Linked DNA regions of Rattus norvegicus: region 1 is linked to region 2. A link is a contact called in public Hi-C data. All regions are on one chromosome and are shown on one strand. Each heading gives the region's core, a stretch centred on a gene start, on an enhancer-like site or on the middle of the called end of the contact. The rest is flanking DNA. Distances are from core to core; before and after follow the strand shown.

What was found. A called contact is a pair of places that touch in the nucleus more often than the background predicts.
Region 1: a contact with region 2 is called in a Hi-C map of the A7r5 cell line, with 5 times the contacts expected there. The contact joins two enhancer-like sites. A contact is called at or near these places in 3 of 12 Hi-C or Micro-C datasets (the A7r5 cell line, the Rat2 cell line and mammary epithelial cells).

The regions. Positions count from the first base shown.
Region 1 is chr10:38,775,963-38,782,091 of GRCr8, reverse strand. It overlaps the pseudogene Csnk2a1-ps1. Among named protein-coding and RNA genes, the nearest start is that of P4ha2, 35 kb to the right of the region's middle. Within about 2 kb of position 3,186, at least 9 of the 93 cell types and tissues checked have an H3K27ac peak or open chromatin away from gene starts, as enhancers often do. A contact at or near this core is called in the A7r5 cell line, where this site is marked.
Region 2 is chr10:38,653,589-38,659,777 of GRCr8, reverse strand. It overlaps Slc22a4 (solute carrier family 22 member 4), which reads left to right. Exons shown (of 10, transcript NM_022270.2): 2 at 154-257; 3 at 2,333-2,487. Among named protein-coding and RNA genes, the nearest start is that of Slc22a4, 23 kb to the left of the region's middle. Within about 2 kb of position 3,442, at least 13 of the 93 cell types and tissues checked have an H3K27ac peak or open chromatin away from gene starts, as enhancers often do. A contact at or near this core is called in the A7r5 cell line, where this site is marked.

The sequences.
Region 1 (6,129 bases), core at 1,937-4,436, 120 kb before region 2:
TCAGCAGAAGAGAGTGTAATGGGCTTAGCCTGAGTGGCCTGTTCACATGACCCAAGAAGGGACATTTGGACTAATCACAGCCATATTAGAACTAATACAACCTCCTCTTAGGACCAATCACAGCCATTGAAATTTGTGGTTTGGACCAATCACAACCTTGCCTCTTAGTCCCTCTGCCAGACCACAAAAGGAAGTATTGTCCTTCTGGCCAACATGGAAATACTCCAGGGTCATTTAGAGTTCACCAAGGTTTATGATAGAAAGTCTGGTCGTTCTAAGCAGCTCTGCACTTCCAAAATGGAAATGATAGCTGTGATGATCGTCGTGTAGTTTCCTTAAGGTATATAGGATCATAGACAGTCCTTTTGGCATAAGACAGCCAAAGTTAGGAAGGTGGTTATAGAGCAGAAGACATGGTTGTCAGAGGGTGTTACAGGCTAAGATCTAATCATAATACAGGGATAGGATCATAATTCCTTAAGTTAGAAATGATAGTAATTGGGGTTGGGGATTTAGCTCAGTGGTAGAGCGCTTGCGTAGCAAGCACAAGGCCCTGGGTTCGGTCCCCAGCTCCGAAAAAAAGAAAAAAAAAAGAAATGATAGTAATTTATCTGACAAATATGATGGACTGGATATCAATTATATATCATACTTTGTAATTTATATGATTGTTATGGTTTTGTTCAATTTATGTCTGGGAGAAGAGGGTTTTGTTTGCTGTTGCTTTTGTTTGTTTGGTTGGTTGGTTGGTTTTTTTGGACAGAAAAGGTGAGACGTAGAGGGTGGTTCTGAAGCTAAGGTCCTGTTTTCCAATTGGTTCATGGTCTATCAATAAAGATGCTAATACCAATGGGCTGGGTGGAGTGGGCAGGACTTCCGGGGCCCCACAGGCAAGCTCGCAGATGCACAGGAGATTTTTGCCATGTTTCAGTGGAAGCAAAGGTGACCAGCCATGTGAGATCTTGGGCAGAGCGGCCACAGGCTGCTTCTCCAGGAGGAAGTTAGGTTGTTGAGCTGGTACTAGGTGTAACTAAGCAACTAATGTCAAGGGCAAATTTAGAGCGTGGGGCTAAGAGTTTTCGGAAGGGCATGCCCAGCAATTGAGCCAAGAAGGCAAGTTGAAATTAAGCAACATGTGGGTCTGTGTTTTTCATCTGCGGATCCAATATACTCTGGGCAGGGGCTGGCAGTGTGACCCATTCCCAGAGCTTAAAGCAGGTAGCAAAAACTACACGCAACCAAGATTATGACAAGGTTAAAGGAGGTCACATGGCTACACATTAAGACTGGTGTCCTTGTGAAGTAGATTAGAGCACAGACAACAGACAAGAGAGTGACCATCAGAGGCCAAGTGGGAGGTCTCAGAAGAAATTCGACCTGTAATGTCTTGGACTTTCGTGCTGTAGAGCTGTCAAGAACAGATTCGCATCATCCATCCATTCCATCAGTAAGCGCCATTTTGTTTTGGTGGTCCTAGAATGCTCGTGCGCATTATGCCTTTATTAGACAAGCAAGGAGAAGGTTCCTTTTTACAATTAACTTCAACATTCTAAGACTGAGGTCAACTAGATTAAGAAACAAGGCACTTAGTTTTGTTTTCAGTTAGGTTCTGTTGCTAGGATAAGATACCCTAACAGGGGCCAGGCATGGTAGTGCATGCCTTTAATCCCAGCACTGGGGAAGAAGTGGCCGGTGGATTACTGAGTTTGAGGCCAGCCTTGTCTACCACTTGAGCTGGGACCACACTGAGAAACCCTGTCTTGAAAAATAAAAAATCAAACAAAAAAGCTGGTGGTCGGAACAAAGAGAATGAATGCATACATGTTTGCTTGCTTGCTTGCTATTGCTCAGCTCAATGTCTCTACTTTTCTATACTACATGGCCCCTGCCTAGGGAATGGTGCCACCCACAGTGGGCTGGGCTTCTCCACATCTATAAACTAACATAATCCACCCCCAAAACATGCCACAAAACAACACAAACTGGACAATCCCCCATTGAGACTCTTTTACAGGTGATTCTAGGTTGTGTCCAGTTGAGAGTTTTCACTTTGCAGGGCAAATTATCATGGACCTTAAGACAAAGGAAAACTGCCAAAAGACCTGAGAAGCGAAAGGGCATGTGACAGTCAACTTCCATGTCAAATTGACTAAACCATGGTGATCGACTGTTTGATCAGATGCCAAGCCAGCCTGTCACCGCACATAATAGAATGCCAGAGATACTATCTTAGTTTTGCCAAACAAAAGGGAGACTTATGTTGCCAGGCAGTCAAAAGGGCTGTAAGTACCAGAATATCACAGAGCAGCAAAAGAGAGAGGAAAGCAATGAAAGGCAGTGAACGACAGTTAAGTGAGAATTTCTCAAGCTTAGAAAGCGGGGGGGGGAGGGGGGGAAGACCAGCACACAATAGACGTAAGATTTATGGTGTACAGAGTTTAAAAGACCATAGTTTCTAGTAGGAAACTGGATGAAGCATGAAGTAGTAGGGTGGCATAAATTATATAATTGTAAACTATAAGATTACAGGCACCATACCTGGCTTTCTTTATTATTTTTAAAGCCCTCTGTATATATTTGAAACTGGTCAAACAGAGAAAGCACAGGCACACAGGCACACAACATTCTCTCTCTCTTCCTCCCTCCCTCCCTCCCTCCCTCCCTCCCTCTCTCCCCCTCCCTCTCTCCCTCTCTCCCTCTCTCCCTCTCTCCCTCTCTCCCTCTCTCCCTCTCTCCCTCTCTCCCTCTCTCCCAATGATGTAGACTTCTTCCAGCCAGGATGGGACAGAGTATAGTACATCAACTTTTAATCTCCTGGCATCCTTTAACATCAAAACAACAACAAACAAACAAAAACATGGCAGCCGGGACTGAAGAGATGACTCAGAAGTGCTGGATGCTCTTCCAGAGAGCACAGGTTTCAGAGCCAACACCCATGTACCATCCGGAACACCAGCCCCTGAGGATCTGAGACCAAACGTCTTTTATCTTTAATTCATTTGCAGATTGTAGACCTGTGGTGAGAGTGGGGGTCAGAGCACCTTGGGCAGTATGAAAGGACACTTGAAGACAAAGCAGGACATTAAGGGGGAGGAGGGACTTGCTCAAACATTCACCCTAGTTACTCATCGAGACACTCTACACTTTCTGGATTCTGAAGTTGCACAAGCTGGCAGGCTGGGATGTTAAGCAGAAAATCTCTGGCACAAATTCAAGTTTTCAAATTCTTTGAAAAGAAGAATTAGGGAGCAGTCTAGACACAAAATATCCGAGGATCAGACCCGAGGAATGGCCAATGGGGACAGAGCACGGTAAATACTCCAACGGGAAACCTTTAGGGGACAATAGCCTGGTGGGGGCGGAGGGCACACTATGTAGTCAACAAAAACTGCAAGCCAACCTTAATCAAGTCAGCTCAGGCTCTGGCTGGATCAAAGTCCCCTCTGCCTCATACAGTGTGAGTCCCTATGCATGAAGCCATCACCACCCAGGGCCTTTGAAATTTGTCACACACAGCATTCAGAATTCAATAAAATGCCAACAGCAGACCAAAAACCAGAACACAAGGTGACTTAAAAACAGAGAGAGCATGAAAGCCACAGAAAATGAAAACCACGGAGCTATCAGACAAGAACGTTCAAGGAACTGTTTTCATCAATCCAAGAGAAACATGGAGGAAATAAAAGAACAATTACCCAGAAAACTAGACCCATTTTTAAAAAAAAAATGAAGGGGCTGGAGAGATGATGCAGTGGTCGAGTGAACTGGAAGTTCAATTTCCAGCACTCACTTTAGACGGCTCACAGCTGCCTGTGACTCCAGCTCTGGATCTGACGCCCTCTTCTGGCCACAAATACACATTACATAAATCCTTCAAAAAAAAGAAAGAAGCCGAGGTGAGGTCAGTAGTGGAAGTGCTGGTCTAGTTTGCGTGAGGAGGCTCTGGGTTCAGTCTCCAGCGCTGGAGAGGGGGCTGAGGGAGAGGAATGGAGGTCCATTGAAAAGGAGAGTGGGAAGGGGAGGAAGGGAGGCAGAAAAGAGACAAATGAACCACCAGACAGACACACGGAATATCTAATCTTGAGCATCTGTAGGTGGGAGGCTAGGGGACGCGGGACAGAGGGTAGGACGTATGTGATAAAACACACGCTTTATCAACCAGATCGGCGTCTCAGGAAGAAAAGGGAAGGGAGAGACTGGGACAGAAATGATACTTAAAAGAGGTAATGTCTGAGAAATTTCTAGAACTCGTCAAACACCTCTGGTGGCAGATTCAGGATGCTCTGTAAACGCCCAGAAGGAAAACAGAGAAAGAAATCCTATGCGATGACACATCAAAGCCATGAAAAACTAAAAATGGAAACAATGTTAAAAGCTACTGGCAAGGAGAGGAGGGGTTACCTTCAGAAGAGCAACAAGAAGAGGAGATAGCCTTTGCTTTATTAGAACTAAAATTGAAAAAGACGCACGGCAGCAGAGGCATTTGGAAATGATAATGAACAAAGTTGAACTATCTATATCAGTACGAAAGACTAGAAGAAGACCCTAGAGACCATTAAATACAGAAGAGTGTTCCGCACCAACAGGCACCATTACACAGGATACTATACACAGGGATGCCATGATAAAATACCATACAATGGACAAAATGATCTATTTCTTTTTTATTTCAAAAGTGAAGATCAAAGCCAGGGTGCTATCAGATTGTCTGATGATTGTATGCCTTCTGGGTCAGCTATCCTCTTGCTATCTCTTCCCACGGCAAGAAGATAAAGTTCCCTGGAATAACGTTCATATGAAAACTGTACTGGCAGGGGCTGGAGAGATGGCTCATCGGTGAAGAGCACTGACTGCTCTTCCAGAGGACCTGGGTTCAATTTACAGCATCCACACGGCAGCTTGCAACTGTCTCTAACCTCTGTTCTAGGGGATCTGGCACAGACACATACACAGGCAAAACACCAGTATACATCTAAAAAATAAAAATAAATAAAAAATATTTTTAAAAGGTATACCGGCTAGCTCCATGTGAATTAGATACAAGCTACAGTAATCTAAGAGGAGAAACCTCAAAGGAAAAAGCCAAACGCCTCCCTAAGATAAGCTGTAGCCCTTGCAGACACGGTGAAAGACCCTGGGTCACCAACCCTTGCCTTGGGTTTTGAACATGTAAACAACACAGACTTCAAGCAGCTGTGCCAGTCGTTAACAGACTATGACCTTAGATTTTACATGTACGAAATTCTGAAAGCCCTGGATTATTGTCACAGCATGGGGATTGTGCACAGAGATGTGAAACCCCACAATGTCATGGTTGATCGTGAGGACAGAAAGCTTCAGCTAATGGACTGGGGTTTAGCTGTGTTTTCCCATCTTGGCTAAGCTTATAATGTCCAAGTTCTCAATATTTTAAAGGTTCAGAGCTACTTGTAGATTATTAGAGGAACAATTATAGTTTGGACATGTGGAACTTAGGTTGTATGCTGGCAAGCTCTTCCGGAAGGAACCGTTTTCCCATGGACATGACAATTACAATCAGGTGATAACGTGTTACTCCCCTTAAGAAATTTACTGACCTAATGGGAAGATGGCCAGGTCTGGAAATGCATTAGAAATTCAGTGGGTCTGGGCTACCTGTTAGAGAGGAGAGCTAAGGTACTGGGAACGGAAGGTTTATACGACTCTATTGACCACATTGAATTAGATCCATGTTTCAACCAAGGGCAGACACTCCCGTAAGTAGTGGGAACGCTTTGTCCACAGTGAAAACCAGCACCTTGTCAGTTCCAAGGCCTTGGAATTTCTGGGCAAGCTGCTGCGATCGACCACCAGTCATGGCTCACTGCAAGAGAGGCCATGGAGCACCCTTACTTCTCTGTTGTGATGGACCAGGCTCGAAGGAGTTCGACTAGCACACCTGTCAGCAGCGCCAATATGAGGTTTCTTCAGTGCCAACCCCTTCACCCCTCAGACCTCTGGCAGTCTCACCAGAGATCGCTGCTGCCAATTCACTTGGGATACCTGTTGCAGCTGCCACTGGTGCCCAGCAGTAATGACCTCATATATCTTCTGATACCTGGACAGAGGTGGGGAAATCCATCCTCTCCTTGAAGCAGCTTGCGCCTGGTT
Region 2 (6,189 bases), core at 2,193-4,692:
CAGAGTTATACAGCCTGTACCCTTTGCACGGAACCAGCAGGCCAGCACAAGGGAGGGCAGTGCACCTGGCATCCATCTGGCGCTCCTTGGCGTGGGGCACGGGTGGGTCCTGCTGGAGGACTGGGCTCACACTGCATGCTGTCTTGTTGGCAGTGGAATCTGGTGTGTGAGGATGACTGGAAGACACCCCTCACCACCTCCCTGTTCTTCGTAGGCGTTCTCTGTGGCTCCTTCGTGTCTGGGCAGCTGTCAGACAGGTAAGGACACTGGATGGGGAGTGACGGGATGTAGCAATTTATTATGTCAGCCTATCTTGACATAAGCCCAAATTCATGGGCTTTCTACACAGAGAAGAACCCTCTGGGCACTGGGTAAATTATAGGAGGAGCCTAGCGTTTGGGGTGCTAGGGCTTGAGAAGAGGATTACAAGTTCAGTGTCAGCATGGACTGTATAGCAAGACCCTATCTGACTAGTTAAATAAATCTTTCCCAGTTAAGTCTTCTGTGCAACCTTGACTGCATCACCCCTACATGACAAGACCTTGCCTACCTACTAACTGTCAAACTAGCAAAGTCAATAAATAAGTCTTTCACACGTGGTGCTAACACGTAACCCTAGCCTCGGCACCCTGCCAAGACCCACTCCTCTCATGCTTCCAGACTGAACTCACGGGGCTTTGGCCAAAGAGATGGCAGTATCAACCTCACCAGAAAGCAGAGCCCTTGGACCACAAGCCCCTTCACAGGGCAGGATGCTGCTGCCATCACTGCCCCACACTCTGCCCCACAACTTGTCAGGGTAGTGGCTAGGTGACTCCCCATTGCTGCACAAACAGCCGGAAGCTAGAGTCAGGCCAAGCGGCCCCTACTATGCACTCTCTGAGCCTGGGAGCTGAGCCACGGCTGGGCCTGCAGCCACAGAACTGACCCATGCTGGCTTTCAGCCACCAGAGCTTGTGGGCTTCATGGAGACAAGATTTCTGTATCCCTGAGTCATGTTTACCTGCTCTAGATGTTTTCCTGTGGCCAAGGTAGGTAGGAGTGCTAACTGGCAGTGATGGGGGTTTCCTGGGGATTTTACCCTCCCCATGGCTTTAAAGCCCAGTGGGAATGAGGCAGGAAGCTCCCACCCTTGCCCATCCTCCGCCTGCCCATGGGGCATCACGAGAATGAAATTCTAAAGCTTAAATTGACCAGTGATACAACAGACATGGCTGAGAACGACGTCTTCCCACAAAGCAGTTGTTCTCAATGTTAAGACACATAGACACACCTGGGAAACTTCATAACGCCCCAATATTCACTGCACTGCAAATAAATGCGACCTGGGCAGAGTGGGGTGCTGGCATGAGAGGGGATGCTCCTTCACTTTCCCTAAGGCCTGTCCCGATAAGTCCATCCTAAACTGAAGAGATGTTAGATCGAAAAAATGTCTTTACACACCTAATACCACATGCTAGCTCAGCAAACAGCCAACTGTAGAGGGCCAGTTGTCTGCCTTCACTGGTCTGTCAGCTGTGTCACTCACTCTTAATGCTCAGCCTGGATAGAGAGGCCCACAGGCCATACCTCTGTGCAGCAGGGAGAGTGGAGAGAATCCAAGGACAGAATTCAAAGCAGGTGTTCTAACCCAGTGTACAGCACTTACCCACCACTGTCAAGTCATGACGTCCTGAGCTGAACCATTGTAAATCAAGAACTGTCTTGTCGTTTTTTAAAAGCTCTCTGGTGGTTCCAAGTGCAGCCAAGGTTAAGAAGTAACAGCCCTTGAGGGAGTTTCTAAACTTACAGAACTCCCATGTGGGGATAGAAGTCTTTTCAAACTGCACTTTGAAGGGTTGTTTTCTTTGAGACAGGCCCAGGATGGTTAAGGATGGTCTCAGAATGGCTATGGTGGCCTTGAGCTTCTGTCCCTCCTGCCTCAACCTCTCAAGTGCTTCGATTACAGATATGCCCCACCACAGCCAGTTTACCCCATTCTGGGGATCAAAGCCGGAGCTTCATTCATGCTAAGTCAAGCACTCTGTTCACTAAGCCACAGCCCACCACCCCGCTCTCCGGCCCTCCCTCAGCTCCTTCTAAAGATCAGATTTGTCGACGAGATCCTCACAGAAGATGCCCCGTGTTTGCCAGAAGCGAGGCTTGGTACCTTGGAAGGTAGTTCCTGGGCAGATGGGTGCTCCTCCAGGGAGGAGGCTGACAGAATGTCATGGGGAAGGGGAAGAGAGAACCAAACGTGCATCTGTCTGCCTTCATCCTGACAGAGGACAGAACCTCCAGGGAAGCCAGGCTTAGTTTCACCACTGACCCTGAACTATGCTTTGTTCTACAGGTTCGGCAGGAAGAAAGTCCTCTTTGCCACCATGGCTGTGCAGACTGGATTCAGCTTCGTGCAGATTTTCTCAACCAACTGGGAGATGTTTACTGTGTTATTTGCCATCGTGGGCATGGGCCAAATCTCCAACTATGTGGTGGCCTTCATACTCGGTAGGAACAACTTTAAGGTTCAGGGCACCTTCATGCAGTCAGCCCTGTGAAAGGCCAGGGAGGAGGGAGACACTGAGTGTGCGTCTACACCGTCCTCAAACTTGGACACGTGTGTGGTGGAGGGCGCTGCGGCTTTGGGGCACCTTGTGCCTGTCACAGCAGGACAGGGGCTCACAGAGGGGGATGGGGTATACAGGAGCTGAGTCACATTCTCGGGAGCAAGGGGCTAGGGACAGGAGGTTCTGGGCAGGGAGACAGCAGGGATATGAAGTCCGTGGTCTGGGCTATTAAGGTGGAAGGCTGGTGGTCTAGAAAGGGACTTAGTGGGGTTGATGTGGCATATATAGAGGAAGGAAAGGCACCTGCTAGGTGGCAGGATTCTGTCCCACCTGGGCAGATCTGCTTTGGCCTGAGTCTGAGCCCACACCCAGAGCATATGAGCTCCGCACGGGACAGCTGTGCCTCTCTGATAACAGTCCTACTGTAGGAAAGCCAGGCTGAGGGAGGGCAAGCCATCAGTTCCTAGGCCTCGGGGAGGCCCTGGACACTGTCCAGCTTTTCTGGGGGAGGAGATGAGGTGAGTTTCATGGAAATTGTTCAGGGTGTTCTCAAAAGTGTGATCCCCACCACCAATATACTCTCTAACACCCCCTTATTCATTGAGAGGGGGTGAGAGGGAGCACCCACAGCACAATAAACAAAACATCCTATAATATTTAACACGATCATTCTAGTTGGCCCGGAATTATCCCAGTTTCTCCCCATTGTTCCAGCATAACTATTGTTTGTGCCCTGTGATAGGAGTCGAGTGGGCTTTCCCGCACCTGGCTATGTGGTTCTGATCGCTCTCAGGAGCCTGTGACTCACTGGCCTTGGCCGTGGTATGTTCTGTTAGCCAAATACATGCGCGCCCTCTGTCAGGTTGCCAAGGTGGAATTGTCCAAATTCCATTCCTTTAATTATTGGTGAAGGGCCTCTTGCCACAGGCCCAGCCTCATGTTGGAGGAGAGAGGCCTCACGGGAAGAGATAGAGCAAGCGGGAGCCCCACGGTCCCATGTGCCTCAATAGATAGCCCTCTCTTAAGCAGGCCATGGCATGAAGAGAGGGGTTCTCGGCCTTCCAAGGATGAGGGGTGGAACAGGAGTCTTTCCGAGGTTATCTGTGAGGATGTACATGTGGTTTCAGGAGACAGAGACAGGAGAATGTTCAGTTTTAGGACAGCCTGGACTATGTAGCAAGACCATGTCTCATAAAAGAACAACGACAACAGCAACAACACCTTACCATAACAAATACTATTATTTCTGTAGAAGGCAGAGAAGTTTGCGTAGAAAGAAAAGAGCTGCAAGCAACGAGTGATGTAAGACCTGGGACGGGTGGGATGTGGAAGGCCCTCTGGAAGGAAAGACAAAGGCAGAGCAGCCCAGGCTGGGAGCAAGGAGTGGTGTGTGTGTGTGTGTGTGTGTGTGTGTGTGTGTGTGTGTGTGTGTGTCTGTCTGTCTGTCTGTCTGTCTGTCCATCTCTGCCTGTCCGTCTGTGTGTATGTATGCATAATTATGAGCACAGGAGTGTAGGTAGGTTGAGGCAGAGGGAAACACTGGGTGCCCTTCACAGTTGCTCTCTGCCTAGTTTTTTTTTAATTAATGTTGATTTTGTATGTGGAAGGGGGTGTACACAAGCCATAGCACATGTGTGAAGAGCAGAGAACAAGTTGTGAAAGTTCATTTTCTCCTTCCACCATGCTGGGTTCTGGGAATCAACTCAGCTGATCAGGACTGGCACTGAGCCAACCAGCTAGCATTCACCTTACTTTTTGGCACAAGCTCTTACATTATACTTGGAGCTCTCGGGCTAACTTACCCCAGAGGGCCTCCTGTCTCTGTCCCACCAGCACTGGGGTTTCAGGCGTGTTCCATAGTGCCCAGCTCTGTTAGGCAGGTCCTGGGCATTTGAGCTCACTTCCTCATCTTTGTGCGGCAAGCACTTTATCCACAGGTTCAGCCACCCAGCCGCAGCCACAGCCCCCTCACGTCCCACAGCTCTGGCACTGCCTTCCCCAGCCCTCCCTTCTCCCCACGTGACCATGGCCTCACATGCAGGGTAGAGAAGAAGAGGGCCAGGTCAAGGGTAGTTTGGAGCTTAGGTGTGTCTACAGACACAGGGCTCCCTGTCTACCTGGGCCCATCCTTCTCATTCTAGTGGGCTCAGAGGGAAACTGATAACATTAGGTTCTGGGATAACACTTGTGTTAAGATCTGAAGGCCTAAGACTGTCACTGATCTGTCCCAGAACAGACGGAGTCCCAGGCAGCTCCTGCAAAGGAGGACTTGGTGGAAGGACAGACATGGTGGCTGCTGGTTTTCCTGTGGCGCAGCAGCGCCCCCTGGTGTTTCAGGAATAAAATAGCTACTTTCCAGGCTTTGGGGGGTTTTTTTTGTTTTTTGTTTTCCCTCGAAGCCAGATTTGAACCCAACAGATTGTTGTTATTTGAGAATTTCCCTGACCTTTGATTCCCCCCTTCTCTGGAAATCTGAATGCTTGAGATGGCAAAAGTTCATCCTGAAGATTAATCTTTGCATTGATTCCAGAGCCCAAATTGTTCCCAAAGCAGCACAGAAATGAGCCTTCTTCTGAGCTGCTCTTAAAAACTTCACCAGGCTTGCAAACGTCTCGGGGTAATACAAAAGGCAAGCCAAACTCAAGCTCCTCAAAGCAACACAGGGTGGATGCACCTCCCAGAGCCGGGGAAGTGGGACTCAAAATCAGGGTCAATGACCTTCTCACACCCCAGCTTTCTAGACCCCGTGACAATCTCAGGCATAGTACCCTCAACCTGCCTATAGACTTCTGGGTAAAATGCTAGAGTGGTTTTCCTTCATCCCCTGGGTAATGAACCGCTTCTCTGTAAGGGAGGACTTGGTGGAAGGACAGACTTGGTAGCTGCTGGTTTTCCTGCAGCGCAGCAGCGCCCCCTGGTGCTCTATCTACAGAAAACCTCCTGCCTTGATTGATCCACTAATTTAGTATTTTCCCCGCACTTCTAACGTCAACACCCAGCCACTACCCTGCCCCACCCCTGCTGTCCTTGCTGTAGCATCTCTTTACACATGTTTAAATCTTGCTTCCTCCAGACCATATGTTTCCCTTTCAATAAGCACGCGCCTGATTACGTGTGCTCTGTAATTCTGGCTCCAGGGACCTCAGACACATTTGAAATTTAACCGCATTAGTTACACAGCTTTTATCAGCCACATACTTATTTTGTATAGCTTTTCGCTAAAGTATTAATGTACTTTTTATACTAAGGATCGATCCAAGGGTTTCTTGCACACACTATCTAACTGATCTACACTCCAGCCCTTAAATGCTTTAAACTTGAAAAATAAATGTCCTGATCTATTTGAATGGAAGGACATAGCCATATACCACAGGCTAGCTTATCTCAAAAACCCGGATTTCGTTTTCTGTGTCACGACAGAGGAAGCCCCCTGAGCACATTGCTCCCCCAGTCACAGGAAGCAGAGAGAGATAGATGCTTGTGCCCACCTGGACTTCTCCTTTCTATTCAGCCCAGCACCCTATCCCACACCCTGCGCCCACCCACATTTATGGTGGGCCTTTCTCCTCAGTTAACCCAATAGAAGCCTGATGAGGTAAATTGTCAAAGCTGCTCCATCTCCTGGCACGTGCACACACACCTC